7 separate regions of the Mus musculus genome follow, and all the other regions are linked to region 6. A link is a contact called in public HiChIP or PLAC-seq and promoter capture Hi-C data. All regions are on one chromosome and are shown on one strand. Each heading gives the region's core, a stretch centred on a gene start, on an enhancer-like site or on the middle of the called end of the contact. The rest is flanking DNA. Distances are from core to core; before and after follow the strand shown.

Region 1 (2,852 bases), core at 257-2,756, 440 kb after region 6:
GTGGGTCTTTTGCTCAGAACGTAGTGCAACAGCTGGCCTCTGCTCTATGGTTGGCCTGGCAGGGGCTGCAGATCTGTTGAGTGCTAGGCACTCTGGTGGTGACTGGGTCCAGCTAGACCCCTGTGTGTGAGACACCAAGCCTCACTATCTTACATCTCTTCCACTGCATCTTGTTGGCCACAGCAGGTCTGGGGCTGACCCTGTTCAAAGGACCACTAGTGAGCTGGTGTAAAGGCCACAGAGGATCGCTGTGGTGTTACGTGTAGTGTCCAGAGCAGATAATACAATAGTGCCTCAGTTTCCCCATATGTAAATGGAGTTCTGACACCCCACAGCTTTATCATGTAAAATGGGGGAGTCGTTTCCAAGCCCAGGATAGCACAGTTGCTCTCTGCAAAGAGGAAGCTATCCAACACGTCAGGCATGCTGAGGACAGCCTTCCTCCTCCGTGGCCCCCACACTATCCCCATGCACCCACTTGTTGTACCCACTTGTAGAACCATGCATTCCGCCCACATGGGGTAGGAGCTGGTTCCAGATGCGTCTCTATCTCTCTTCCTTCAGTCCCAGTGGTGACTGTGCCCAAGATCTTGCACACGCTCAGCTCGGCGAGGACTCTTCCACTGAGCTACCTCCCAGGTCACTGCTGCACTTTTTGCTTCTAATACAGGGTCTGGTCTAAAGCTTGCAATCCTCCTGCTTCAGACTCTGTAAAGGAGCAAGGTTACAGATGAACACACAAAGCCTCGCCACTCAGCATGTGAGTTAGTGCGCATGTCCCGCTGACTCTTGTGGAATGAGGTGGGTTCGTTCTCCTCGTTTTTTTGTAGGCAAGAAACCTGAAGCTCGGTGTAACTGGAACCCACGCTGCTCATTCCTGCCCGCCTCTTGTCCTCCAGGGCTTTAAAGTTGGGGAAGAGCCAGCCTCCTATCACAGGGAGCGCAGTGGACTCTGCATCTGTGACTCTCTCTTTCTTGCCTTTGCTGCCTCAACTAGCCTCACCCCAAAATGTGCGCTCATTCTGCTGGTGGGTACCAAAGTTCAGAGTTATTCGAGGCAACCCCTTAGTTTTCACAATTAGAGTAGGAACCAGGTCTCCAGCCTTCTAGCCCTCCACTGTGACCCTGGTGACCTTTTGACCTTTTGACCTTCATCGTCACCATGGACTGGGAGTGTGGGGTTCTTGGGTTCTTCTTGAGATGTCCCCGTGCTGGGCTGCAGGGAGAGCAGTGGCGGCAATGGCTGCAGCGTCAGGCAGAGTTAAAACCAGAGAATGGTACCGAGTCAGACCTCTGAGAGCAAGGCAGGGCCAAGAAGAGCCAACCCTGCTTGACTCAAAGTCCTGTCACCACTGGGGCAGAAGGGCTGCCTGGCCAATGGAGCACAGAACAGGAAACACTAATCCCTGTATTTTTGTATTATTACTTATTCATGGCGGTGGAGGCTGATGGAGACCAGATGTGGGAAGCCACTGAAGCAGACACCTGGGACTCGTTAGGGCCTGCATCCCACCCACTCCCAAGTTCCCTGCCTACGGGATCAAAGCTGAGTGCTTCTGATCCTAGCCTTGAACAGGACAGGATGGAGCTCAGCCCCCAGGTCAGACTCCCCTCCTAGATGTGGAGTCACCCAGGGGAAGCCCTCAGCTCTTTGCTGTGCCTTGGGCCTGGGAGCCCAGGTCTAACCCAGCCCTTTGCTGGAGACCAGGGCCCAAATTCCTTCTGTGTATCCCACAGGAAGGCTCCAGAAGAGAGCTAGCTGTGTCCTCTCGAAGTTTGTCCTGGGTTGAAACAGCTACAATCTTGCATGAGCCCTCTAATGACTCCAGATGTAGCTAGGCCTCAGTGTCCAGGACAGGAGCCTCCACCCCCTGCCCCAACCCCACAAAGACCAAGCCTTGGCCAAGGATGGGGGATGGGAAGGACAGGCCAACGCCTGTTACATCCGTAGCCTCAAAGGACTTGTACCCCAATGGCTATACTGTCTATCAACCAACTCCTTTTATTTTCAAAAGGGCCCATCTGAACGTGAGGCAGTTAGAAACCCCTCAGGACCAGTATTGCTGGGACAAGTCCGAGATACGTAACTCATGGCTCTGAGCAGTCAAGGATAGGCAACTCTGTCAGTATGGAGCTGCAGCTCTCTAGTGTCCTCCTTTTGTCCCCAACCTGTGTCCAGAGGTGGTTGTGGGGCTCCCAACGTGTCCCTATCCCAACATGTCCCCCCATCCCATGGTCCTGTGGTCCTGAGACATCCTGAAGTGTGTCTTTGCTGGGTTACTTCACTCCATGTCACTTTCACACGTGTCTGGGCTCACTGTTCACTACTTTGCTTGTGTGTGTAAAGAGTGAGAAGTGCTTGAGCTTGCTGTTTAGCTTGTGAGGGTACCCGGTTACCTGCAATGAGATGAGGCTGTTGGCCTTCAAGGGTTAAAAGACATGTAATCTCTTATTTCATTTGTTTATGTGGCGTATGTGTGTGGGTACATACTCCAGGGTACGTGTATGCAGGTCAGAGGACAACTTATGGAGTTGATTCACTAACTTGCACCGTATGGGTTCTGGGGCTCAGTCTATCTCAGGTTGTCAGGCTTGGTGGCAAGCACCTTTATTCATTGAGCCATCTTGCAGCTCTGCAAAGCCATTTTAAATGGAGATCTCTAACTGGATGGATGAGTGACTGGATGGATGACAGGTAGGTGGGTAGATGGGTTGTGCATGAGTGACACATTTGTGGATTAATGGATGGGTGCTGGGTAGGTGTAGGAGGGGTGGATGGAAAGTAGATGGATGGATGATGGATGGATGGGTGGAGAGATGAATGGAGAGATGAAGAGATGGAGAGATAGATG
Region 2 (2,991 bases), core at 485-2,984, 420 kb after region 6:
CACTGGCCACTTACCACAAAACAGACATGCCACCCAGCAGCACGAGGTGGGTAAACCTGCAGCTCAAGCTGAGGGTCCCACTCCTGCCTCAGGCTGAGCTCCCAGAGACTGGCTTACGAGGTCTGCTGAGAGGCCACTCTGCCGGGGCCACTCTTCACGACAGTATCTCTGAAGAGGACTGTCCTTTGCTTTCTCGGTGTACACAGCACACTAGCAGCCACACAGCTGGTGTCCATATGCCTGGGATAAAAAGTTTGCGGTCTCAAGCCACATAGCCAACTCTTCTAGATCCACATTCCTCTGTGAAATGGGCTCGGGACCCTCCACTCCTCTATAAGATTGATACATGTGGCCAGGGAGATCTGAAAATGTGGACAGTTTTATAGGTGTCAGACTAGGATTAGATAGCATCCTCCACAGAGGGAGATCCGGGAAACCAAGGAGCCCAGATCCCACCCCAGGAGGACCGTGCAGGAACGCTTTTTCAAGAAGGCAGAGGTGAACCCCTGAGAGGGACCCCAACTGGGGAAAACCAAGCCACTACAGCAAGCCTGGAAAGAAACGGAGGGTATTTTTACTTATTTATTTATTTAATTTTGGCACATTGCTAGATTTTTATCCTTCACATGCAGATGTATGCCTAATGAGATGAAAATCAAGCCCCCCCCACCCCCACCCCCCCGCTGATCTGAAGTTCTGGCCCCTTGTCTCTGCAGGCGGTGACCCTGGGTCTCTCCTTAGTCTCAAAGAAGCAAAGTGTGAGTGAGTGAAAAACTGGGAAGGGAAAGGAAGGAAGTGCAGCGAGTTTGCTCAAATGTACCAACCGGAGGAACGCCTGGGACTTGTCGCAAGGCGCCTCGAGGAAAAGTGGGTAAAGTGGGTGGGGAGCAGGCTCAGAGGAAGCAGAGAAAGTAGGACGCGGACAAGCAGAAGCAGCGGCTGGGGGCTTTTCCTCAGGTTGACATTAAAATGAATGATATGCAAACGAATGCAAAGCATATGCGAACGCCGGCCCCGATGGCAGTGGGGAGAGCGGGATCCTGAGCCCACTTGCCGCAGGTCGCCTGGCGCCTTGGGGACCAAGGCCGAGCGCGGCGGGTGGAGCGCGCCCCCTGCCGGCAGAACGCGCAGGTGGCCCGGGTACCCCGAAGGGCTTGCGAAGGGGGTGAGGGGGGGTGCGGCGGCCGAAGGAGGGGCGCCCGCCTCCCCGTCCCGGAGTAGACACCGCGGCTCCGGGAGCAGCGACGCCGTCGGGCTGCGACTGCTCCGAGGTGGGTGTGTGCGGTGCGCTCAGCTCGCCCGCCCTCCCGGGGCGCGGCCTGCGCGGGGCGGGGGCGCACAGCTAGGAGTCCGCCCCGCACCGGGTTGCCCCGCGCCGCACGCACTGGCTACGCGCTGGGACTCCTCGGCCCGTTCCCACTCCACGGCCCCGCTCTCCTGCATCCGTACGGGGGTCCCACGCGCGGCCTGGCGCTCCTGAGGTCCCTACGTCCTGAGTCGGACCCCATAGCCAAGTCCGCCGGGCGCGTCCCGGGGCCCCTCGGCCACCCGGGCGGTGGAGGCGGGAGCCGCTCTGGGCATTGGGCGGCGCCGGGCGCACGGAACCGGGCCTCTCTCCGGCGGCCGGCGCCCCGGGGCGGAGCGAGCGCGATGGGCGTCGGGCTGGAGGCAGGTGGCGCAGCGGCGGCGGGGCGCGGGAGGCGGGGGCGGAGCGCGCGGGGCGGGGGCCGCGGGACTCGGTGAGACGCGCGGGCGAGCGCGCGGCAGCAGAGCCGAAAGCACGGCGGCTGGACCCGGCGGCCGCCGAGGCCGAAACCACCCGGGCAGCGTGCGGGCTTTGTTCCCGCGCTGGGGGCCGAACGCACTCGGCATGGCCCAGGCGGTCGCCCCGCGCGCCCCGACCCCGCCGCGCGCCTGAGCCCCGCGCAGCGCGAGAAGACAGCGTACGGATCGCCCCCAAGTTATGGAGGTGGCGACCCAGTGAGAAGGAAAAGCCACTTCGGGAGCCGGGTTGCGAGAGAGCTACGGTCCCCTGGAGCTCCAGACCGTAAGTGCCGCCCCTGCCCTGTTCAACACCGCCGCTGTCACCCTACTTTGCCGGTTGCTGCCGTCCCGGGGGTCCTCGCTTTGCACCCCCTCTCCAGCCCCTCCACTTTACAAAGTTCGTGCCCACGGCAGGGTGGAGCCAACTCTGCCCACTCATTTGACTGAGTTGCAGCCACCCTAGGTGAGCAGACAGCTTGACCTGTCCAGAGTGTGTGTGGTTCATCTTTAGGTAGGAGCTGAGTCGGTGGGGGAGTATGGGCTCCCCAACCACCACCCACAAGCGCCCCCTGGGGTGCCGGGTCTCCTGACAAAGACTGGTAGCCTGAATGACAGGGCTCGGGACTGACTGGAGTAGCGGGAGGGCAACCTTCCTGGGAGATAGTGCTGGCAGGAGAGGGTCTGCTGCTTTCTCTAGCCCTTCCCCCTCTTATTTTGGTCCCTGGATCAGCCATTAGGGCCATGGAGCTGAGCATCCTTCCTGATGGTCGGGAGGGGATCCTGACCGCCCTCCCTGGGGTCCTGACAGCCAGGTGCAGGCACAGCCTCCGGCTCTGATCCTTCTCACAGGCTTTGGGAACGGTCCATCTGTGTGTAGGGCAGGCCCAGAGCCAGGCTGTGGGAACAGCGGGGAGGAGGTGTGAGGAGGTGTGAGCACCGCGGAGGGACAGATGGCTGGGAATTCAGCCGGAGTCGGGCTGACTAAGGTGGAGCAGAAGGCAGCCAGGCTGGCAGCTCCTGGCTTTGAGCCGCTGCCTTTCAACTCATGGCCCTGAACTTGGTGTGTTTGGGCTTCTTGACCACAGTGCTGGCTGGACCTACCCCCCTGCTCCATGAATAGAACTATCTGATCATGTGAGCTAAAGCTGACTTTCAGAGCCCAATTCCTCAAAATAACAGACGATCTCATGCTCCTGTTTGTAGGGTTGATCCCAGTAACTGTCACAC
Region 3 (2,955 bases), core at 123-2,622, 340 kb before region 6:
CAGCCCAGTCTAAAGGAACTGGGTGGAGCCCACAGGAGCCCCTTCCAGACGCCTTCTCTGGAAACCTCCCGATGGTTTAGAATATAGTCAGAGGGACAGGGAGACCTTGACCAGAGCTTGCCCTCCACTCTCCTCTGGGCTACCTTTCCCAGGAAAATGGCTCCCTTATGTATGTCCTGACTGGCACTGCCACCACCTGACCAGGAACAAAAGCAAGGAATGAATTAAGCAATGGAGCCATTTAACCCATCTTCCTGGTTTGTCTGGAACCAGTTTGGAGAACCATATTGCTCTTTCAGCTGAGTACGAATAGACAGCACCTCAGCCCAGCCCAGGCTGCAGGAAGCAACAGCCGGCTTTGAGTAGGACCCCATCTCCTATTTCCCCACCAGCCTTACAGAGATCTGCACCCAGAATCCGTGGTTGGCCTCAGGAAAGATACTCAAGAAAGGACAAAAAAAAAAAAAAAAAAAAAGAAAACTGTTCCATCCAGCCCCTGCAGAGGTCTCTCCTAAATCGAATAATAATTACAACTTGACAACTGAAACCCTCAGAGTAAGACCAAGGGTCTGTGGTACATCAGAGGCACTGGGTGAAAGTTCAAGACAGATTATGGTGAATAAGAGCCCGCCTCCGGTGTGTTACTTTAGCCACCAAAAAGTGCTAGTCCAAGGGCCACAGGAGTCCAAAGTACATCCTATTTGCTCACACCCTTAAAAAGGATGGACAGGCAATCCAGGCCAAGCAGGACCAGTGTTAATAATTCTCAACTACCCCAGAAGGCGCAACAAAGCGCACCTCACATTTCTACCCGCTATAACGTGAATTCATTCTGAGGATGCGACTGTCCCCACTGGGGCAGGTCTCTACGACCTTCCTCACCCATTTCATAGTTGTGAAACCGAAGGCTCAGAAAAGCTCAACATAGCAGAAGGCGAGTCCCTGCGGGTCCTTGGGCCGGGAGTCCCATACTCAGGCTCTGAAGCCACCCGGTGATTGGGGGTGGGGGTCGGCATCTGTGGACGCTAAGCTCTGCCCTACGTACTGCGGGGACCAATGAGGTCACCAAGGCCTTGCGCACAGCGGAGAGCCAGCAGGCGGCAGCCGGGAGCTGGACGTCTTGCTTGAGGCCTCTGCCAGTTCTGCACCATGAGTGCGTGGGTCAGAAGCCCGATCCCGGAGTCCGACCAGTGGCGATTGCATGCTGAGATCTGGACCCTCGCCTGCTTTCCCACCAGACCCCCCCGACACCTACAGAGACCGCTTTCTGGCTTACCTGGCTGCCGCTACATTGTACCGGACCGGCTGGCTACACTGTAGTTCGCCGCCGCTGATACACTGTACCGGCTCCTCCGCCCGCTGCTGCCGCCTCCGGCCAGGAGGTTCATGACACCGATTGCCCTGCTGGCTCGCTGGAGCACCTCCAAGTCTCCTGCTTCTGGTCCATAGAGTCCATTACCTTTGCCCTGAGTCTTTTCTCCTGAGTTCCCCCACCCCCACGCCTTAGTAATTGCATTCAAGGGAATGGTTCCACAGTGGTAACCCCTCAATGTCCCCACATCCCCAACACTGACATTCAGCTGTCCCCAGGACACCACCATCGAGACATTTAAGGTGCGTCTCAAGCTCCAAAGGTCCTATCTGAGAAAACAACAATAACACCACACACACACATCACACCACATACACACACACTACACACCACACACTCATACACACGACACACACACGACATACCACATACACACCACACACTCACTATACACACTACACACATACTATACACACCATACACATACACACACACCTCATACACACATGACACACTACATACACACTACACACACCACACACACTACACACACCACACATACACATCACACAACATAACACTACACACACCACACGCACATCAAACCACATACACACACAGAGACATACACACACCACACACCTAACACACCTCTGTCTGATAGTGAATAAATCATTCCCACCTGAGGCCAACCTTCAGTGCGTTCCTGATCACATTCCTTTGTCTGATCTAACTTCCACCGGACTCAGGACCAGCCCTTCTTCCCCACCCCACGGTGACACCACAGCCATGACAGCCTCAGCACCCTCAGACTCCCTCTGCACCTCAAGCCCAGCAGTTGGAGGATCCCAGGGAAGAAGTCTGCCTCAGACTTCACCTCCCAGCTCTCTCACCAGACTTCACCCTCCTTACCCCTAACAGGCCAGGTCCACACTTAGGCCTCTCTGGCTCAGCCTTTAGGATACAGTCTTTCCTAACCACAGCCAAATGTCTCTCCTAATACTTCCTCCTCATCTGTGAGCAGAGATATCGGAGAGGCACTCGTTACTGTCTGATGACTCTCCTCTGACATTTCTACTGACTCTTTGTTCCTCATCCCAAAGGCTAAGAGCTAAAGGCAAGTGTTTTGGATTATTACTTCTGTGCTAGAAGGCCTATACCAGTGCTTGTGATATGAGCCAATATCTGTACTAGCACTGGGCCCTCACCTTCACAGAGAGTCAAGGATGGAGCCACGTCTGCCTGTCTTCATTACTATGAGTCTTGACAGTTTCTCCGTTGATGCAACAGCACTTTTTCTTTTCTTTTCTTTTCTTTTTTTTTTTCTTTTCTTTCTTTTTTTTTTTTTTTTTGGTTTTTCGAGACAGGGTATCCCTGTGTAGCCCAGGCTGTCCTGGAACTCTGTAGACCAGGCTGGCTTCGAACTCAGAAATCCACCTGCCTCTGCCTCCCGAGTGCTGTGATTAAAGGCGTGCGCCACCACGCCCAGCATGCAACAGCACTTTTATTGAGTACAACTATATGCCATGCTCAGGCACATCACCAGAAAATGATCAGGACAAGACTTGAGGAGGCTGCATTGCCCAAGGACCAGACAGACAAGTAGAAAAGGCAAATGGATCAGGTGTGTGCTGAAGGACACA
Region 4 (2,750 bases), core at 110-2,609, 470 kb after region 6:
AGGAGTATGAGTGGGGCAGCCATGGGTGGGCACAGCGACACTCTGCGGAAACCCAGAGATGGCCGTCCCTGCCACACCCTGGTGTGTTGGAACGTAATGTTAGAAATGACCATCCAGGGTCACTCAGAATGCCAATAGGGTCCCAGAGCAGGGTCAACAGAGGCCTTTCCCTGCCCCCACACCATGGAAGCTTCCAGGGCTTGGTCCTAGGCAGCAGGTGACAGTGTCTGGCTCACCACAGCCGGGTCAGGCAGGTGCTAATTCCCACCCGCTTCTGCTAATGCAAAAATAAACGCCAGCTGTCGCACAGATCTCAGCCTCTATTTTAGTTTGGGCGTTGGCACAGGCCCCTCGTGGGCAGCCAGAGAGGGTGCTGGATGACGGCTGTGGCCACTCCCCGCCCTTCTGCAACTCAGGGAGGCATTTCAGGTTAGGGTAGCAGGAGGTCCTAAGGCGCTGATGGCTGCTTAAAAGAGAGGTTTTGCCTCCCCCCACCCCCCAGGAAGTCTGGATTGCTGCCAGGTCACCTGCACAGCCTCAGTTAGGACACTGGGAGCATTTGACATTGCAGGGAAACCAAGACAGGGCCATCATGTTCCTCACGCCCCAGCCAGTGGCACCCCACACCCCGCCACACCCCATTTGGTCATTCCCGATCCAGATTCAGACTCCTTACACCCAACACCGCCTCTCCACTTTCTGCCTGGTAACTGTGGGCACACCCCTCAAGTTTATCAGGTCAGCTTGGGGCTTTTCTTTCTAACTACTTATGATGCAAGAACTAGGCAGGGTTGGGAAACTGAGGCAGGGAGTGGCAACATAAGGGCCCCAGGATCCCACGGAGAATGAACCATCCTGGATTACTGCTTTGATCCTGCTGCAGGTAGATCTGATCCCAAGATTGAACTGGGGGGGGGGGGTAAACACCCAGGTCAGAGTTCAGCCTGGGACACAGAGGTAAACACAACACGCCATTTTTCTTCATGGAGCTGACAGTCTGGGAGCAGGGATAGTAGAGTAAACAGGGAGATCTTGTACCTAGAGACCAGACACACACACACACACACACACACACACACACACACACACACACACACACACACACACGGCCTGAGGAATTCCAAAGACTACAGCTGTGGAGGGGCCCCTCGGGCCTGGACTTTGAGGAATGCATAGGAGTGCAGTTATCTGAAAGGAAGTCATAAACACACCTAAGTTAAGCAGCTGCCCAGAGGCCTGGAGGTTTCTGGACCGTGATAAGAGAAACCTTTAAAGTGAGTTCATCTAGAGCTGCCTATCAGAAATGGGCGAAGCGAGAAGAGCTGGGTTAGCAGGTTACCGGGAGGCAGTGAGTCATGAGGCACAACAGAGGTGGCCTGGTTTAGATTCCCGACGCCCCTGGTGTAGGAAGTAGGAGGCACCTGGGAGTAGGGGCAGGGCCTGAGATCCAAGTCAGGGCTTAGTCATCCGCATGGGGGCCTAACTGTGTGTGGCCTTTTCTACAGCCATACCTGGGTCTCGACAAGAAGAAGTGATTGATCACAGGCTCACAGAACGCGAGTGGGCAGAAGAATGGAAGCACCTCAACAGTGTGAGTGCCCAGGTGGGGCTGCCACGCCCGTGTGACTCCCTGAACATCTGCACAAGGCTGGGGTGGGGAGATCCACGCTGAGATTGCGCTCCTCTGGGTTGGTTCAGCATCTCCTGGTAGGACCCACCGGCATGCCCACTGGCTGCCCGCCCTTTTATGTGAGGGTCATTATCCACTGTTGGCCTGTCAGGATGCTGCCAAAGAGCCATGCACACTGGCTCTTCCTCCTCTACCATCTCCTGCTCAGACACTTGCAGAGTCAAGCCCCAGTGATGTAGGACATCTTTGTGCCTGAGCCCCTGGTCAGGCCAGGTGGACCTCCACTCCCCTGGCCCTCATGCACCTTTCTTGGCAATGAGAGTTTTGAAGGAAACAGCCCAAGCCCCTTCCACCCCTACCATGCATCCAAAGAAGATTCCATTCAAGTTGGGTGCCCACAGGCACTGGGAGTCATTTCACTGTTTGTGGGGAGCCAAGGTATAGATTTCTGTGCCCCGCCTTCAGGGACGTTGAGCTGGCTCCCTGACCACCCCCTCCATATTGGATGGCCACATCTGGCCACAGCCCCGGTTCCAACGTCCTGAAGGCCCTGCCACCCGCCCGCAGCTTCTGAACTGCATCATGGACATGGTGGAGAAGACCCGGCGATCCCTCACCGTCCTGCGCCGGTGTCAGGAGGCCGACCGTGAGGAACTCAACCACTGGATCCGGTGCTACAGTGACTCTGAGGAGGGGAAGAAGGGCCCTACCCCCATCTCTGCCCGGTCCCTCAACAGCTGCAGTGGCCCTGAGGGGTCTCAGCTAGGTGTGTACCAAGCAAGAACATGGAGGACCTGTAGCGAGAGGTTGCTAGCCCTATACAGTCTCTGTAGGATGCCACTAATTCTCCAGAAAGCTAGCCAACACTCGGTCCTTACTTAAACAGGAAGCCTCACTTGGAAAGGGGGGCCTTTCCCATGGCATAAAGATGTGCCTGGCCTGCTAGGGAGCCTGGACCTTCCAGATTCTGGTAGGTACAGGCCAGGCTTAGGAGGAGGCACCCGAGGGCTTCTATTTACCCATCCACCACAGCGGTGCCTACGGAGATGGGGGTGAGGTGGTCCGGGACATGCCCAGATCCCAGCGTGAATCCATGTTCACTGTCTATAAGAGTATGCCA
Region 5 (3,200 bases), core at 148-2,647, 490 kb after region 6:
AGGGCAAAGTCAAAGCACTCGTGTGCTCTCAGCCTGACAATGACTCTCTACTGCTTAATGCACTGTGGCATGCTGCCTTCAGCGACATAACTGAACCTAAGGAAGACTGTCTGCAGAGAGTGGACTATAAAGATAAAACTGGGTGGTGTGGCACTTGCCTGACATGCACAGGGCACTAAGTCCAATTCCCAGTGCCAAAAAGAAAAGCAATATGGGACCAGAGATGTAACTCCGTAGTGGAGTGCTTGAGTCGCAGCATTAAGCCCTAGTTCTCTCACCTGTACCAGAAAGGAGGAGGAAGGGAGGGTGGAAGCAGTAGAGACAAATGCACAGGGGCAGGAAGTGAGCAGAAATGACTCCGGAATGCCAACCTGAGCACAGCCTAACAACATACCCTGACACTTCTCTTCCTAGGATCACCTCTGCCTCAACCACCAGCACACTCTGTAGTGTCATCCTAACAGCAGGGGCACTAGCTATTTCTTAACGTGCCACACTAGGGTAGTGGTCTGTTCTCAGTGCTTCGAGACATTGAATGAGTCTCCAAATCAGGACCCTTCAGCATAGATACTGGACTTCCTCCTCCTGAGTTTATCAAAGCAGCAGCTGCCTATGACATGAGTTTTGGTTTTGGTGGCCTCCTGGGGGTATAACTCCCTCTTTCATACTGACAGCTTCACAGCAGTCTAATCCCTAATGGCAGATCTCAGAAAAAGCCTAATAGGGATACAGGCTTCATGCAACAGGATATTGTGGCCCTCTGGAGCTGTCTTAGCATCCATAAACAGCTTTCCGGAAAGAAATGAATATATATGTTGGCCAGCAAGATGACAGTTGGGAATAGAGGGTACAAAGGGGAGAGGGATGCTGTCTAGAGGTTTGCAGGCCTTCACGGTGGAGTAGAAGGGTGCAAAAGACATGAAGGGGACTATCCTAAGGCAAAGAAAAGCACTTGGATTCTAGGCTGACTTGAGCCGCGCCAGGCTTATATTTAAATAGCGCCGGCTGGGCAGCCAGGGGACGGTCCGGAAGGCGGGGCAGAAAGACCGGACGCGGAAGGCAGCTGAGGCCGTGAAAAGAACGCGTAGAGCGACGGGTGGCAGGCTGCAGCGACCAGCTAAGCTTCCCGGGGGATCTCAAAACCCGGAGGCGGAGGCCTGCAAACTGGCGGCGGACGGCTGTCAGCTGTCAGCGAAAGCGAGCCGGAAGGATCCTGATCATAGGGCTTGGCTGAGGCTTGGAGCTCAGAGTTGAAAAGATCAAGACCATGGCTGGAAGGAGGCCCGCCGCCCGCCGCCCGCCGCCCGCCGCCCGCAGCCTCTCACGCACCTCCTTGGCGATCACCGCGATGCACACCGCCATATTGGCAGGCTGTGCGCCACATCATGTGACCCGATGTGGAGGCAGGCCCCGCCCATTCTCCTCCCACCGAGGCTCAGAGCCCGCCTCTCTCTACCATGGCTCCGCCCAGACTCTCAGGTCCGGCCTTGGTCCCGCCCCTTTCCCGTAAGGCCCAGCCCACTCCCTTGTCACTCAGACAGCCTAGGCCCCACCTCTCCCTCTTCTTTTCTCCGTGGCCCTGCCCCTCCTCTCATTCTGCCGCCAGGGCCCGCCCTACAGTCCAAAAGGAACCGCGGCAGGCTTGGGACTGGGTCTTGACTCCTCAGCGGGAGCTTGGTTTGCTATGGCGGCCTGTACCGCAGCCCAGCAGCTGCTGCTGGTACTGAGTGCCCTAGGACTCTTGGCCGCAGGTGCTCCGCAGCCCCCCAACATCGTGCTACTGCTCATGGACGATGTAAGTGGGGCCACGCGGCGGGGGGACACGGAAGACACAGGGCAGCCACACGGCGGATGAGCAGTGACCCGAGGGAGGCCCAGAGCCCGGTGTCACATCTTTCACTGTTTCCGCAGTGGGGGTAGGTGTTCAGGGAGGCCCTTTTCTTCCTACTTCCCCTCCCGAGAGCGGGCTGACATTCTCCTCCCCTCAACAGGTGGCCCTGCCTTGGTGCCCACCTCCAGCCTGACCTCTGGGGGAACTCTGACCACAAAGTCAGGCATAGAATGTCACCTGCGAGTGCAGCCTGTGGTCATTTATGAATTCTGCCCTGGGGCATATCTCCCTCAGTGTCCCTGTCTGAGAAATCTGTCGCCCTGAAGTGACATGAAAGCTTAGAAATCAGTCATGTAGAACACTAAGTCAGATGGAACTATCCAAACAGAACTAGATGGACTGTGCCTTCCTCGCAGTCTCAGCCTGCCAGCCCCACCTCCACCCCCACCCCCCCACCCCCAGACACACACTGTGGAGTGACATCTGTTGGCTATTGTTAGAATCAGAGTCACATCCAGTTCAGGATGATTTGAAACAAATCAGAGGCTAATACCGGCCGAGGCTAATTAATAGCCAAACCAGCCCTCTGCAGGGCCTTCAGACCTGTGCTGATCCACACTTACCTCCTCAAAAAGGGGAGAGGGATGCTGTCTAGCGATCTGTGGGCCCATCAGAATGGAGAGGTGCTATATATGTAAAATAAGTTGAATTTTAGAGACTTTTAAAAAAAGATTTATTTATTATTATAGATAAGTACACTGTCGCTGTCTTCAGACACACCAGAAGAGGGTGTCAGATCTCATTATGAGTGGATGTGAGCCACCATGTGGTTGTTGGGATTTGAACTCGTCAGTGCTCTTACCTTCTGAGCCATCTCGCCATTCCAATTTTAGAGACTTAATAGGAGAAAAAGAAAGTAAACATCCCACTTGATAAACATTAGCTTAGTAGTTTTTTATTACTAAGAAAAATACAGATCTAAAAAGTCCTGTACATAAGTCCCACCACCCAGAAGCCACTGCAGGAAACCCCTTCCAGCTTCCCGTTCTTTGTGGATGCTGACTGTTCACACAATGGATGTCTGGCTTCTCTGGCTCCTGTCCTGGTCACTAATAGCAGACTTTGCACAGTAATGAGCAGTACTGAAGATCTATATATAGAGAGAGATTTCATACATATATAGTGCCTTTCAGTATTAAGTCGTTTTAGGGCCAAATCGCACTGGCTCGGTTTGTTTGTTTCCACTGGTTTGATCCAGAAGTACTGACTACAGGCTCGTCTGTCAGTTTTCTGCTCTTTTCCAAATGACAGCCTGTGAGGAGAGGTCTTCTCTGACACTCCCTTGAGACTCCTGAAGAACGTTGAACTG
Region 6 (3,045 bases), core at 16-2,515:
GAGATGCCCCTGAACGTCCTGGTAGGGTGAACGCTCTAGAACAGCATACCAGGCTCCAAGTCAATAGCTCCCAACACTAACAGACACTGGAAAGCCCAGGGACACCATAGTGGCTCCCACTGATCTGCACGCGTCACCGCCGCCCCCAGTACGCTCTAACCTCCCACTGCTGCACTCATGTCAACTCTGCAGAGCTGGATCCAAGAACACAGACTCTATCTACACTGAGCCGGACCTCTGCCGCCCCGCAGGACTTACAGAACTGTCTCCCTTCTTCGGAGCAGAAGGCTTCCTGGGGAACAGGATGAGCTTGGAGCGGTACTCCTTCAGGCGCTGCACGTTGGCCTGCAGTGACTCCGTGGACTTGTTTCGCCTCCTCGGGTCCACAGAGATGCCGATGGTGCGAGCCACTTTCTTGTGGATGCCAGCCACCTGTTCAGAAACAGAAACTGGTCACCCACCTCGCAGTCACCCCACCCCAAGCCGGCCCTGCCGAGAAAACTCGGTGTCATCAGATGGAAAAGGGTTCAAAAGTACTTTCATCAAGTCAGTACAGCGATTCCGGAGAATGTCATCATTCCACCGAGCCCGAGGGACCTGCCAAGGGACCTCGCCCTGCCGCACTCACCCTGAGCTCCTCCAGGCTGAAGCCCCTGCCAGCCCGGACCTTGGTGTGGTATCTCACTGTAGGGCACCTCACGATGGGCCTGATGGGGCCGGACGCGGGGCGAGGGGCGATGCGACGCGCTTTCGCCTGCCGGGCCTTGCGCCTGCAGGAAAAGCACAGCCGTCACCTCCTGCCCCACGCGCGTCCCCGCCCTGGAGCCCACGCGAGCCACGCGCGATCTATACCTGCGGATCTTGCGCGCCGGCTGGTTGAACCAAGTGTCCACTCGCTGCTGCCAATCCTTGTGGAAGTGGGGCTTCAGTATCATGCCATTCCGGCTGGGCGCCATGGCTGCCTAAGGCCGCGAGGGAGAGGAGGGCGGCGAGTCAAGGCCAGGGTCCCCAACCCCGTCCCGGGTCCTCCCGCCCCTGCCCTGGCTCCGTGCTGTCGGCGCCCGGGCTCCTCCATGGCTGTCCGTGCGGCCTCTCTTCGCCGATGACAGCGGATGGAGGGCGATGGAGCCCGATGGACCACGATGGGACCGGCGGCGGCAGAGACTCACCTCCTATACAGGAGAACGGCCGAGCGGAAAGGACCGGGCACCGCAAAGCACCCTGGGCTTGTAGGGAGTCCGGCCAATCTCAAACGCCAATCAAAATCAGGCGAAAGGGAAGTGACGTCACGCGAACCCGCCCGCCGGCGGACCATCGCCTTTCTAGCCGTCGGGTTGGTTATTCTCGCTGGTTCCTAACTTCGCAGTGTGGGTATCTCCGGCGTGCTCAGGGGCGCACCTATGAATTAAACCCCTAAAACTCTTTCTCCCTCCTAGATCCAGTGTTTTTTCCCCGTCCACCCAGGAAAATTTATTATAGATTTGCCTGGAATTTATGTTTCCCCAGAACTGAAGCACGCACCCCCATTCCAGACTTCCCCCCCCACTTTAAGATTTTTATTTATTTTTACTTTATTTGTATGAGTGTCTCCCTGGTTTCATGGCTGTGCGTCGGATCCCCTACTACCGGAGTTCCTGGGTGCTGAGAATTGAACTTCTGAAACAGCAAGCAGCCAGTGATCGTAACTACTGAGTCATTTCTCCAGCCCCAAACTCCCCCATTTACTTAGATAACTCCTTTAGCCCTGACTTAACTCCTCGGGGGGAAATCAGGTGTGACGAAATACAATACTGAATTCCTACCCACAGTAGCAGCGACAACAAAACAGCCAAGGCATACACTGGTCCTACACCTGTATGCCTATAACCTTTTTTCACTCCTCATTCCCAATTACCAGGTTTCTTCCTGATCAAAATTCCACTACAGAAGCTGTAGAAATGGCTCAGTAATTAAGAGGGCTATAAATTTAAAAATCCACATTATACCCGGGCCAGATATCACAGGACCATAATCATAATTCATCTAGAAAATGAGACAGGACAATAGCAATTTCAATGCTTTTTGAGCAACTTAAACCCTCTTTTCTTTTTTTTCTTCTCCTTTTTTTTTAAGATTTATTTTATTTATGTAAGTACACTGTAGCTGTCTTCAGACACACCAGAAGAGGGCATCAGACTCCATTACCGATGGTTGTGAGCCACCATGTAGTTGCTGGGAGTTGAACTCAGGACCTTTGGAAGAGCAGTCCGTGCTCTTAACCGCTGAACCATCTCTCCAGCCCAACCCTCTTTTCAAAATTAAAAAGGAAGGGCTGGCAAGACAGCTTAGAGGGTTGAAGGTACTTGCTGCCATTTTATTCCTGGGACCCACATGGTAGAAGAGAACCAAGCTCTACATGCTGAGCTCATCCATGATATATATATATTTTCTCTGTCTCTCTCTCACACACACACACACAAACACACACACACACATACCACACACGCGTGCGCGCGCGAAAATAATGTCATAATGAAGCAGGCTGAGGATGTAATTCTTGCCTATTGGATGAGAGGCTAAATTCAATCCTCAGTAGGGGGGAGCCATTTTTTTTGAGTGTGGGTGAAAAGGCCAGAAATTGATGTTGAACCATCTTCCCAGCCCAGAGAAAATGTCTGTGGAAGGAATGCCCAGATTCAAGGTGCACTTCTTTGAAACAGTGTTTTCTCAGACCTCTTTTGACATTCCCAAGTATCTGTCTCTTTCTACTCTCAAAGATGACATCCATGTCCACCACCAGCTTTTCGTTCAGGATGGACACGCTGCACCGGCACCTGAGTTCCAGCTCAAGCTGCAGTGCTGCGTGACATTGGTGGGCGTTAGAGCTCTGAAACTGCAACACTGCTTAGAATCAAATTAGGGGAGGGAAGGGAGGTTGTGATCTGAATTGTTCTCTGTTGCACAGGGTGGACACAGAAGGGAACAGTTATGCAAAGATGAGGCTAAGGCGGTTGTTCCTGCTCTAGCTTGAGCGCCAGTTCCTGGTCTCCTGGGCAGAGAACTCTG
Region 7 (3,173 bases), core at 540-3,039, 380 kb after region 6:
CAGGACCAGCAGGAGACTGAGGAGGCGTGGCTTCCAAGAGAGAGATGAAGCCCCATCTGGGCCCTTGGAGCTAAGCGCCACGCCAGCTACAAGCTCTGCTGGGCACTGAGCTCAGCCTGTAGGTGTGATGATGCCACAGGTCTGCCTTGCTCCATGCAGGACCTTGTCTCTGACCATCCTGGCATCTCTTTGGCTCTCAGAGCCCTCTCAGGAGTTTACAGCAAACCAGAGAGACGGGGGTGGGTGGGGGCAGTAGAGAGACTGTTCAGCCAATAGTTAAGAGCTCTGGTAGGTTCCGGTTTTCCAGAGGACCCTGGCTCAATTCCCAGCACTTGTATGGCGGCTCACAACCATCTGTAACTTCAGTCCTATACCCTCTTCTGGCTTCTAAGCACCCTGCCCACACACAGTAAACAGAAATACATGCAAGCAAGACCTCCTCCACACATGTAAAACGAAAATAAAGCAAATCCTTGGATGGGGATTGGGATCTTTTGTGCAGGGATAAGAACATTGGAACTCCTGGTTCCACAGGTAGATCAGGGGTGCACGGCTTCTACACCTCATGACTTCCGACATCTCACCTGGAATGTGTGCAGGTTCAAGCTCCCGCTGGATCTATATCCTTGGCCTCGTATCCCTGTCACCTTCCAAAAGGCCGCTTGCCACAAGATCCTGCCTCAGGTATGCAGCTAAGGAGTCCAACCAAGATCTGCAAGCGTGATCTGTGCCCAGGATGGTATGTGTGCTGTGCCAGAGGCAGAAGGCAAGCTGAGCGTCCTTTTCAGCCTTTGCTCCATCCATTGCTTCTGCCTGAAGCATCTTTTCTGACTGCCCTTAGGCTCCCTGCCCATACATCCTGTATCTCCAGCCCCACCCAGCATCCAAGGCTGGTGAGTCTTTCTCCTTCCCCTCTCAATGTGCCCAGGAGTGCCCACAAGCCGGGCTCTGTCCCCAGATCTGGGGTCAGATGGTGCGTCCTGTTGTGTTTGGGGGGGAAGCCTCAGTATGAATAGTGACAGGCAGAAGGCCTCTGTAGAGGGAAGTATCTCCACTGAGATGTGACAACGACGACGACGACAAGGAGCCAGATGCCTGGGTGCCTGGCCCCTGTCAAGGCCACTTACAAAGAGAGACTGGCACGGAAGTCAAATGGACCACAGGAGACCCAGTCAGGAGGCCTATTGCACACTGTAGCAGCCAGGAGCCGTGGGGTCTGGGCAGGCGAGCAGCCTTGGCTGGACCGGTTTCAGCAGTAACCCTGCTGCTCTGGGCATGTCCCTGTTTTCCCTTCCTGTGATAAATGTGCTTGTGTGAGCCAGCATCCAGTCAGGCTCTGACAGCTTAAGGGAAGGGGAACGCTGGATGCCAGCACACACTTCTCAAGGCGGGTGAGGTCTGCCCTGAGAATGCATTCAGAGCTCAGGAGGACTCCAGGGACAGCTGTAACCCCCTGGCATCCCCTCCACCAGGTGTTTGAATCCTCCCCACCTGGCCCCTCCATCTGTGTGCCAAAACCTCATCTCTAAGAGAACGTTGAGACCCTGAGACAATGGGGAGGAGAGGAACCGTAAGGAAAGTATTTGATGATGAGTCGAGCTATTGATGGTTGCGCTCACCCCCCCCCCTATTTTCCACGGCCTTTAAATGCCTGCAAGCGGATTAATAAGGTCTCGGTAATAGCTGGCAGTCTATATTTATTCTATCTGCGATGCCAGTTGGTCAGGCCCTGTGAATATTGATGATGGCCGGGATTGAGGGCAGCGGCGCCTGGCTTTATCTTGCCCGCGCAGGCTGCCAGAGCCCTTATCAGCCCGGCCGGCTGCTGCAGCTGCGTCTCCCGCAGGCCCGCCCCACCCCGCCTCCGCCGCTCGCTTTATAATCAGAAGAGAAGTTGCTGCCTTGATATTTCCATTTTTATCTCTCCTATTTACTTCATTTAATGTCTTTCAGGGAATATTTTCTCTGCAAGAAGGCAAGTCTGTGGGTCGCCTACATCTTACTCCCCCCTCCCCCGCTCCTTGCCCACGTTGGAGAAAAGCGGGAGAGGTGGAGCCCCACTCTAGCCCTTTGGTCCCTCTCTCTGTTCGTGTTTGTCTGCAGTGGGGGCTATGATTTCCTCCCTGGTTCCACGCTCGTGGCTTCTTCTCCCTGCCCTTCTCTCTCCTCACCCAGGACTTTGGTTCCCACCCCATCTGTCCCCTCCAAGTGACCCATGGGTCAGCTCAGCATCCTCTTGGTGGTTAAGGAGACTGACCCACAAGCCCCTGAGACTACCCCCCATGCTGGCTGACCATGCAGGCTCAGAGGCTGCCCTGAGGGGCTGTGCTGCCTGCCTGTGGTCGGTCCAGAGCTCCTGGCCTGTGTCTCCACACAGCCCCTGATTTCAGGAGATGTGGTTATCTTCTTCTCACAGACGAGGAAACCAAGGTTCTGGGAGGTTATCAGCTGTGGCCACTTGCTTCTGGCTGGAAACTTGTGACAGAGAGGGCGGGACAGCAGGCAGGCTGGGACAGGTCATGTGCACACCAGAATTTGGAAGGAGTTGGTGCTGAGCTCTGCTAAGCCCTACTTTGCAGAGGGGCAACGCTGCCCTTACTGCCTCCTTTAGGCAGCACGTGGGAAGTGTACCCTGAAGCCCCTCTTGGGTAAGAAGTCTCCTGGCCTGGAAGTCCCACTGCCCTCCCCCACCTCTCCCTGCCACCCTGTGTTTATCTTTTTTCTGACAGTCTGTGCTGCCCCATCCCGGTCAACTCCAGACCCACACCCACACCCACCCACACACCCCCAACGGTTCCCTGGTCCAAGACCATCAACTCCCCTACCACAGGTCAGAGTCTTAAACCTTGCAATGGCAAACATTGACCTTATTTTTACAAAGGTCTTTGTGGGTGACATTAAGTGAAGGATCTTTGTGGCAAGAGCGGTGGAACGGTCCTAGATCCACTGACAGCGTTCTTAGAAAAGAAAGATTCAGACACACGTGGGCATGGGCACTGCCACATGAGGCAGGCATTTCAGGATGGAGCCAGCCTGGCATCCAGGTATTGGTGATGGGAGGTGTGTGTGTGTGTGTGTGTGTGTGTGTGTATGTGTGTGTGTGTGACTGAACCTGAAACTCTCCACTTTGAGCCTGGTTTCTCCACCTACCAATACTGCAGTTACAGCCAAAC

Evidence for each region. Promoter capture Hi-C pulls out the DNA fragments that hold promoters and counts their contacts. HiChIP or PLAC-seq counts read pairs in DNA pulled down with a chosen protein or histone mark. Capture Hi-C pulls out chosen DNA fragments and counts their contacts.
Region 1: an H3K4me3 HiChIP or PLAC-seq map of embryonic limb bud shows a contact between it and region 6, with 4 times the contacts expected there. The contact joins the enhancer-like site here to the promoter of Rpl13 in region 6. A contact is called at or near these places in 2 of 39 promoter capture datasets (the 3T3-L1 cell line and liver), 2 of 15 datasets of contacts at CTCF or cohesin (the NIH/3T3 cell line and large pre-B cells), 1 of 484 Hi-C or Micro-C datasets (bone marrow-derived macrophages), 16 of 115 datasets of contacts at active chromatin or transcription factors (the NIH/3T3 cell line, bone marrow-derived macrophages, cardiomyocytes and 9 more) and 4 of 9 other capture datasets (adipose tissue, liver, macrophages and 1 more).
Region 2: a contact with region 6 is called in a promoter capture Hi-C map of liver. The contact joins the promoter of Cbfa2t3 here to the promoter of Rpl13 in region 6. A contact is called at or near these places in 2 of 39 promoter capture datasets (embryonic stem cells and pre-B cells), 2 of 15 datasets of contacts at CTCF or cohesin (the NIH/3T3 cell line and large pre-B cells), 5 of 484 Hi-C or Micro-C datasets (B cells, bone marrow-derived macrophages, cerebral cortex and 2 more), 18 of 115 datasets of contacts at active chromatin or transcription factors (the NIH/3T3 cell line, T-cell acute lymphoblastic leukemia, bone marrow-derived macrophages and 9 more) and 3 of 9 other capture datasets (adipose tissue, liver and pancreatic islet).
Region 3: an H3K27ac HiChIP or PLAC-seq map of extraembryonic endoderm stem cells shows a contact between it and region 6. The contact joins the promoter of Def8 here to the promoter of Rpl13 in region 6. A contact is called at or near these places in 1 of 484 Hi-C or Micro-C datasets (cardiomyocytes), 3 of 115 datasets of contacts at active chromatin or transcription factors (embryonic stem cells and extraembryonic endoderm stem cells) and 2 of 9 other capture datasets (liver and pancreatic islet).
Region 4: a contact with region 6 is called in a FOXA1 HiChIP or PLAC-seq map of pancreatic cancer cells. The contact joins the enhancer-like site here to the promoter of Rpl13 in region 6. A contact is called at or near these places in 4 of 39 promoter capture datasets (the 3T3-L1 cell line, the HPC-7 cell line, embryonic stem cells and 1 more), 1 of 15 datasets of contacts at CTCF or cohesin (large pre-B cells), 7 of 484 Hi-C or Micro-C datasets (bone marrow-derived macrophages, cortical neurons, embryonic fibroblasts and 2 more), 16 of 115 datasets of contacts at active chromatin or transcription factors (acute myeloid leukemia, bone marrow-derived macrophages, cardiomyocytes and 8 more) and 4 of 9 other capture datasets (adipose tissue, embryonic stem cells, liver and 1 more).
Region 5: a promoter capture Hi-C map of liver shows a contact between it and region 6, with 7 times the contacts expected there. The contact joins the promoter of Trappc2l here to the promoter of Rpl13 in region 6. A contact is called at or near these places in 23 of 39 promoter capture datasets (the 3T3-L1 cell line, 3T3-L1-derived adipocytes, the C10 cell line and 14 more), 3 of 15 datasets of contacts at CTCF or cohesin (the NIH/3T3 cell line, large pre-B cells and pro-B cells), 22 of 484 Hi-C or Micro-C datasets (B cells, the Ba/F3 cell line, the G1E-ER4 cell line and 13 more), 32 of 115 datasets of contacts at active chromatin or transcription factors (the 230-238 cell line, the SCID.adh cell line, SST interneurons and 18 more) and 5 of 9 other capture datasets (adipose tissue, embryonic stem cells, liver and 2 more).
Region 7: a contact with region 6 is called in an H3K4me3 HiChIP or PLAC-seq map of fetal liver, with 2.3 times the contacts expected there. The contact joins the enhancer-like site here to the promoter of Rpl13 in region 6. A contact is called at or near these places in 17 of 39 promoter capture datasets (the 3T3-L1 cell line, the C10 cell line, the HPC-7 cell line and 13 more), 2 of 484 Hi-C or Micro-C datasets (B cells and bone marrow-derived macrophages), 3 of 115 datasets of contacts at active chromatin or transcription factors (epiblast stem cells, fetal liver and large pre-B cells) and 4 of 9 other capture datasets (adipose tissue, embryonic stem cells, liver and 1 more).

What each region holds. Positions count from the first base shown.
Region 1 is chr8:122,656,960-122,659,811 of GRCm38.p6, reverse strand. The region is part of intron 1 of Cbfa2t3 (CBFA2/RUNX1 translocation partner 3); the gene reads left to right. Among named protein-coding and RNA genes, the nearest start is that of Cbfa2t3, 20 kb to the left of the region's middle. Within about 2 kb of position 1,506, at least 19 of the 459 cell types and tissues checked have an H3K27ac peak or open chromatin away from gene starts, as enhancers often do. A contact at or near this core is called in embryonic limb bud, where this site is marked.
Region 2 is chr8:122,676,918-122,679,908 of GRCm38.p6, reverse strand. Cbfa2t3 (CBFA2/RUNX1 translocation partner 3) reads left to right here and starts at 1,734. Exons shown (of 12, transcript NM_001109873.1): 1 at 1,734-2,047.
Region 3 is chr8:123,441,373-123,444,327 of GRCm38.p6, reverse strand. It overlaps Def8 (differentially expressed in FDCP 8), which reads right to left and starts at 1,372. Exons shown (of 12, transcript NM_054046.5): 1 at 1,277-1,372.
Region 4 is chr8:122,634,595-122,637,344 of GRCm38.p6, reverse strand. Cbfa2t3 (CBFA2/RUNX1 translocation partner 3) reads left to right here. Exons shown (of 12, transcript NM_001109873.1): 8 at 1,506-1,591; 9 at 2,198-2,396. Among named protein-coding and RNA genes, the nearest start is that of Pabpn1l, 13 kb to the right of the region's middle. Within about 2 kb of position 1,359, at least 64 of the 459 cell types and tissues checked have an H3K27ac peak or open chromatin away from gene starts, as enhancers often do. A contact at or near this core is called in fetal liver and pancreatic cancer cells, where this site is marked.
Region 5 is chr8:122,609,823-122,613,022 of GRCm38.p6, reverse strand. Trappc2l (trafficking protein particle complex 2-like) reads right to left here and starts at 1,397. Exons shown (of 5, transcript NM_021502.2): 1 at 1,330-1,397. The coding sequence starts at 1,362. Galns (galactosamine (N-acetyl)-6-sulfate sulfatase) reads left to right here and starts at 1,536. Exons shown (of 14, transcript NM_016722.4): 1 at 1,536-1,795. The coding sequence starts at 1,685.
Region 6 is chr8:123,100,570-123,103,614 of GRCm38.p6, reverse strand. It overlaps Rpl13 (ribosomal protein L13), which reads right to left and starts at 1,265. Exons shown (of 6, transcript NM_016738.5): 1 at 1,170-1,265; 2 at 853-962; 3 at 629-770; 4 at 259-432. The coding sequence starts at 956. It overlaps Snord68 (small nucleolar RNA, C/D box 68), which reads right to left and starts at 557; the gene lies at 510-557.
Region 7 is chr8:122,719,172-122,722,344 of GRCm38.p6, reverse strand. No RefSeq gene overlaps it. Among named protein-coding and RNA genes, the nearest start is that of Gm10612, 23 kb to the right of the region's middle. Within about 2 kb of position 1,789, at least 101 of the 459 cell types and tissues checked have an H3K27ac peak or open chromatin away from gene starts, as enhancers often do. A contact at or near this core is called in the HPC-7 cell line, adipose tissue, fetal liver and 3 more, where this site is marked.